Linked DNA regions of Mus musculus: region 1 is linked to region 2. A link is a contact called in public Micro-C data. All regions are on one chromosome and are shown on one strand. Each heading gives the region's core, a stretch centred on a gene start, on an enhancer-like site or on the middle of the called end of the contact. The rest is flanking DNA. Distances are from core to core; before and after follow the strand shown.

The links. Hi-C and Micro-C count contacts between places; a contact is called where the count stands out from the background.
Region 1: a Micro-C map of granulosa cells shows a contact between it and region 2, with 2.2 times the contacts expected there. The contact joins two enhancer-like sites. A contact is called at or near these places in 20 of 484 Hi-C or Micro-C datasets (the C2C12 cell line, brown adipocytes, embryonic fibroblasts and 10 more), 7 of 115 datasets of contacts at active chromatin or transcription factors (bone marrow-derived macrophages, cardiomyocytes, embryonic forebrain and 3 more) and 1 of 9 other capture datasets (embryonic stem cells).

What each region holds. Positions count from the first base shown.
Region 1 is chr10:100,151,656-100,154,355 of GRCm38.p6, reverse strand. No RefSeq gene overlaps it. Among named protein-coding and RNA genes, the nearest start is that of Gm35533, 8.9 kb to the right of the region's middle. Within about 2 kb of position 1,310, at least 16 of the 459 cell types and tissues checked have an H3K27ac peak or open chromatin away from gene starts, as enhancers often do. A contact at or near this core is called in granulosa cells and pancreatic cancer cells, where this site is marked.
Region 2 is chr10:100,031,457-100,034,235 of GRCm38.p6, reverse strand. All of the region lies in intron 1 of Kitl (kit ligand), which reads right to left. Among named protein-coding and RNA genes, the nearest start is that of Kitl, 17 kb to the right of the region's middle. Within about 2 kb of position 1,470, at least 47 of the 459 cell types and tissues checked have an H3K27ac peak or open chromatin away from gene starts, as enhancers often do. A contact at or near this core is called in granulosa cells and pancreatic cancer cells, where this site is marked.

The DNA.
Region 1 (2,700 bases), core at 61-2,560, 120 kb before region 2:
AGTCTAGTTAGGTGGCAGAAGGCATGACCACAGCAGGGTGGTGAAGAGGTTTGACTTCACAGGATTCTACCTTGCTGGCATTATTTTATGGTTTGCTTTGTAGCAAACTTCTCAAGAGTCCTACATTTCAGGTCTCTTGTTTCAATATGATTTGAATATCATAAATTTAACGTTGACTTTTATTATAATGAGATAATACTTGCTTCTGGGATTTTGCATGATCCATTTTGATTTTTGTGGTCTGGGAATTGAAGCAAAGGTTTTGCATACTTTTTAAATTTTATTTTAAGTTGCTTAAAGTATTTAATTCTCTGTCTCGCTCTTTGCCTGTTTATCCGTCTCCCTTTCCTCTCTGCGTCTTTGTTTGTGTCTGTGTCTCCTCCCCCCACTCACGTGTGTGCACATGTACCCACACCTGTGTGTGCATGTGCATTCAAAACTGTTAAAATGAACAACGCCTTCATCACTATATTTCTTAAATCACGTTTTATATCCACTCTCTCCAGGACTTTCTAGCTATTCACTTCCCAGAAGCCACTGAAGTTTAGTATTTGAATTGACTTTTTGCTTCAATACCTAATGGACTTACAGTCACTTAACAAATTATGATTGCATTTCTACTGAAAATGAGGTCTAGGATAGAGGCTTGGAAACAATATGTTAGGAAAATACAATCTACACATTGACTCATACCTATAATTCTAGTATTTAGGAAAACAAGCAGGGAAATTGCTAAGTTCCAAGTTATCCTGTGCTATAATGACTAATCTTGTATCAAAAATTATAACTAAACCGAACAGCATTTGGTATGACTCATCCCCGCAAATGCCTAACATCTTATTCAAAGGAGAAAGTGCCTTGTTCAGACTCTGCTCATCCCATGCGGAAGAGCTGCTCAGGGTCATTGTTTTCCTCTGTGCATTTGTGTAAATACTTAGAAACATTCTCTACACAATAAACCTTCAATGATGTGTTCTTGATTGCTTCTAGATACTCTTAGCCCCTGGGAAGTGCATGTTACCAGTGGTTGGATTGTAGGTCAATGAATTTAACTAATGGGGTCTCTCTCCCTTCACTTAGGCATACAGCATTTGAAAAACAATTTTTTTTTAGAACAAAAAGACATAAATGCATTATTCTTACTTATACAAAATTATAGTTTTTGTTTTGTGGTGGTATCATAACCAACTATGCTGAAATCATTAGTCATCTGCACACTTTAAGATCTGAGCACTTTAGGGAAGAGCGAAGGCCCAGTAGGTAAAGGTGCCTGACAACTTTGAGTTCAATCTCTGGTTCCCACAAGGTGGCAGAAGAGAACAGAATCCCAAGATTTCTCTGCCGTCCATACATTACACATGCTGCATACACCGCAGACATGCATAGGCATGAGTGTACAAGTGTGTGCAGGTGGATTTCCATGCACATCCACACAACGAACAGGCCATCTTCAAGTGAATTAATAAACAACTAAATGTACATTTGCTAGTAGTTTACTGATGGAAGTTGTTCGGTGCAAACTTATTTTAAAACAGGAGTTAAAAGTGTTCACAGTCCTCCATTAATCATGTGCCTGTACGAAGCTGAATTTCCATCTTCAGTGATTTTGCTTTTATTAATATTGTGATTACTAAATGAGTAATCCCCAGTGTGCTCTGTTATATGTTTGCTATATTGAACAAAGGGTTATTGTTCACAACCATTTGATTTTCCATTTTTATTTACCATTGTTTGCTTTTAGATGAGCAATGCCTCGTCCCTGGAAACCAAGCTCTTTGAGGAATGGGGACAGGGAGGGATTTATATTTATTTTATCCTGTGTTCCGAGTCTAACAATAGTATGTCTCCATTGTAATTTATCAGAGGGATTTTTCAGAAAATAGTTCAACTGAATCACAGGTTAATGAATAAACAGTTCTTCTGAGCTTCCAGCCTTTATATCACAAAGCATCTGAAAATAAAGGAAAGGTCTGTGAAGTTTTTCTATGCTGGTAAGCGGATGAATCATTTTATCATGCGACTGATAAGTTTTTATGTAGTGATTGGCCCATCTTATCTTGTGTTTTAGAATAAACAGAATTACAAGAAAGCATGAGTATATACATATTAAACTAAAAAGATGCTTTGCTATAAAACTTCCATTCTTCACACATACATAATACAAAATAGTGTATCTATCTTTAAAAGAAAGATCAAATCCAAAGCAAATCTTTGAGGAAGAATGAAATACTTAAGTATTTTAATTGTAAGTCATTCTTTGTCTAAGGAGTTCTACCTAGGGTTGTGACTCATTTCGATTACTGTGATAAAGCAGAATGACAAAAAATGTACCTTATGGAGGAAAGGATTTATTTCTATTTGTAGTTGTAGTCCCTCAGTCAGGGAAGTCAGGACAGAAACTCAAGAAAAGCAGGAGTCTGGAGGCAGAAGCTGATACAGAAGCCAAGTCTTGCTCACCCTGCTTTCTTGCAGCATCCAGAACCATCAGCTCAAGGGTCCTACCCACAGGAGGTTGAACTCCCCTCTCCTCACATGGACCACTTGCTAAGAAAAGGTCCCTTTAGATATTATCAAGAGACACAACCTCACAGTAAATTCCACTTGCAATCTTTTCTCTCCCTTCCCCCACAGTGTTCACTGAGCACGAGGTAGGGAATTGGTTTTTGGATCCATTAGGACTGAGCCCCAGACCTCTGCATT
Region 2 (2,779 bases), core at 221-2,720:
CAAAACTGTTTATATGGGAGTCCATACATCTGTACATAAGACATTAAGGAACCTTTTCCCAGTTGTTTCTGATTAGCAAAAAAAGATGTCGCCAGCCAATGGCTGGGCAGGACAGACAGAGACAGACGTGGGACTTTAGGATTTTCCAGGGTTTGGAGTCAAGAGGAAAGAAGAAAGAGATTCACCATGCCAGGAGAAGTGGAGATCCCGCACTTGAAAAGATGTGAAACAGAGGACATAGCCACCATGTAGGACCTGGGGATGATGGGGAGGGGGGTAGGCGAGTTTTAATAAATATTAACTTGGAGTTATCAGAGGGAGGTGGATTAGCCATGTGAAGGTTAGGAAGTGGCCCAGCCTTTGAGCTGATAAAGGCATATCAAAATACATATACTTAATGTCTCTCATTTGGAAACCCAGAACACTGGGGCAGGTAGCAAGGAATCCTCCTCCTGGATTTATTTAATTTATTATAGATCATATAAAATCTACTTATTCCTCAGGTCCCTTCTGCTTGCTGTGAGGAGCAAATTTTTCTCATTTATCAAAACTACTTTCTCAGGGAAAACTTCCAATGCTTGGTTCTTTAATATGATTAACTATGATGCATATAACACAGGTTCAAATTTGTATTGATTTAATTACTTTTGAATACTTGTCCCCAGATGGTGGGCACTATTTAGGAAGGCTCTATAACTTTGGAAGGTGGAAACTGGCCAGTGAGAGATTACTACAAACAGGCATCTGAAGTTTCCAACTCTGCCTATTCTACCTTGGTCCAGGCAAACGGAAAATCAGTACATAAAACCAAGAGGGGACAGCAGGCTCCGTGGAGACAAGAGAAATTTTAAGTGTTTTGCTTACTATTGTAGCTCTGGCTTTCAGGACAGTGTCAAAACTGCTAAGTAAGTTTGTATGAATAAGTAGTCATTGGAACCCTAGTCTCCTAGTAGATGGTGCGAAAACATAGTGATCAAGTTCTGGGGGTAAGATCCTGCGTTCCCCTTCTGAAGGAGGCAAAGGTAACCTAGTAAAGAACTTTCTTGTGCTGTTTCGGCACAGTGATGCTAAATAAAGCCACTACAGTGTCTTGCAATGCAAGTCTCTAAGGAGTCTACAATTCCATGCAACAAGAACTTTCTCCCTATAATGCAAATGAGCTGCAATCGATCCAAATACCTAAAGTAGTGCTTCATAAAAAGATTATTCATGATGACTCCACACAGGAACCATAGACCGGAAATAAGATTTCACCCAGGGATAGACACGTTTGGAAGGGATGACATATAGGTTAAACTTTTAAATGCTAATCACATCCCTTCCCAAAGTTTTGAATGTCTCTAACCTACCTGCCATCCCTCCAGAAGACAAAAAGTTCTCATAGAATGGCAGTTCTCTAAGCCTGTCCAGTTTTCACTATGACTCAAAGAACAAAACTAGCTACTCTTCCTTCAAGGTCACGTGGCAGAGTGCTGACGCATCCCCTCGTGTGACTCCTTACAAGAAACAGAAAGTGGCAGGCCAAATAACTCATGCTGATAGCTCATCCATTCTGCCACCAAGAAGAAAAAGAAAAGAAAAAAAGGGAGAAGAAAAAAAGGCTCCCTTATTGCATTTTCATGCTATCAAGGCTGAGTAAGTGACACAAGCTCACTTTTTAAGCTTTCCTCTTCAATTTTTTTCACCATGAGATCTGGGCAATTATACCTAGTATTTTGTATAATGAGATTCTAAAGTCACATGTGCCCAACATAAAGAGAAATAGATATTACTTTTTATAATGTATCAGTGCATCTGGTAACTGTTACTATTACAACCAATGACCAGCTCAACTTGACACCCATCCCATGGGCAAGCACCAGTCCCTGACACTATTAATAATACTCTGTTATCCTTGCAGACAGGAGCATTGTCTTGTGTGTTTGGGGAAACAGGTCTCATTTTGTAACTCAGGGTCTCATTGTGTATCTGTGGTCAGTCTGGAACTCACAGAGATCCACCAGTCTCTGCTGCCACAGAGGTGGGGTTAAAGCTATGTACGATCACTGGCATTATTAAACATTCGCCAAGGCTGTGCACTAATGTCCTAAACTAATCTGATGTTCTGAAATGCAACCTTCCATCAAGCCTTCGGGAAGATTACCACTTTTCGAAGTTTAGCAATCAGACAAGTAGTCAGAAAGCTGTACTTCAAGACCTCAAGTCCCCACACTAAGTCATGCTGGGAAAAGAAAGAAAGGTTCTCTTAGGAACAGGAAAGAGGGCAAGCCATCTCAGGATAATCCTTTGGGCTCCTTTTCAAAGCGGCTGCTTTGCTGAGGATTCAAAAGAGGACGGAGGATGAAATGTAAACATGGGGTTGTTTGGGGAGCAAAGAGCCTCTCTCACCAGATGGCAGGGAAATGGGGATGGGATCCACTTCCTCAGGAAACGGAGAGAGGGGGCTTGCGAGCAGAGCATCCAGCTAAATGAAATTAAGACGACAGGCTTCAGCTGCTCGAGAGTCCGAGTGCCAAGTCTGCGGCGGCGCTGACCTTCCTGCAGAAAGGTTTCATCTCTCACTTCTCCTTCTTCTCTGCTCCTCTCCCTAAAAGTCCGTGCTAGAGGTCGGTTTGCAAACTGAGGCAAGAGTTGAACTTTGCCCTTCGTGCTAAAAGTTCTCCACAGTTTGAAAAGCATGGTGGTTTGCTTTATTTATTTAATTAATTTATTTATTTTAGAACTGCTAACTTGTTTGTCTGCATTTCATTTGTGTGTTCTTTGTTTTGAGAGCAGGTTT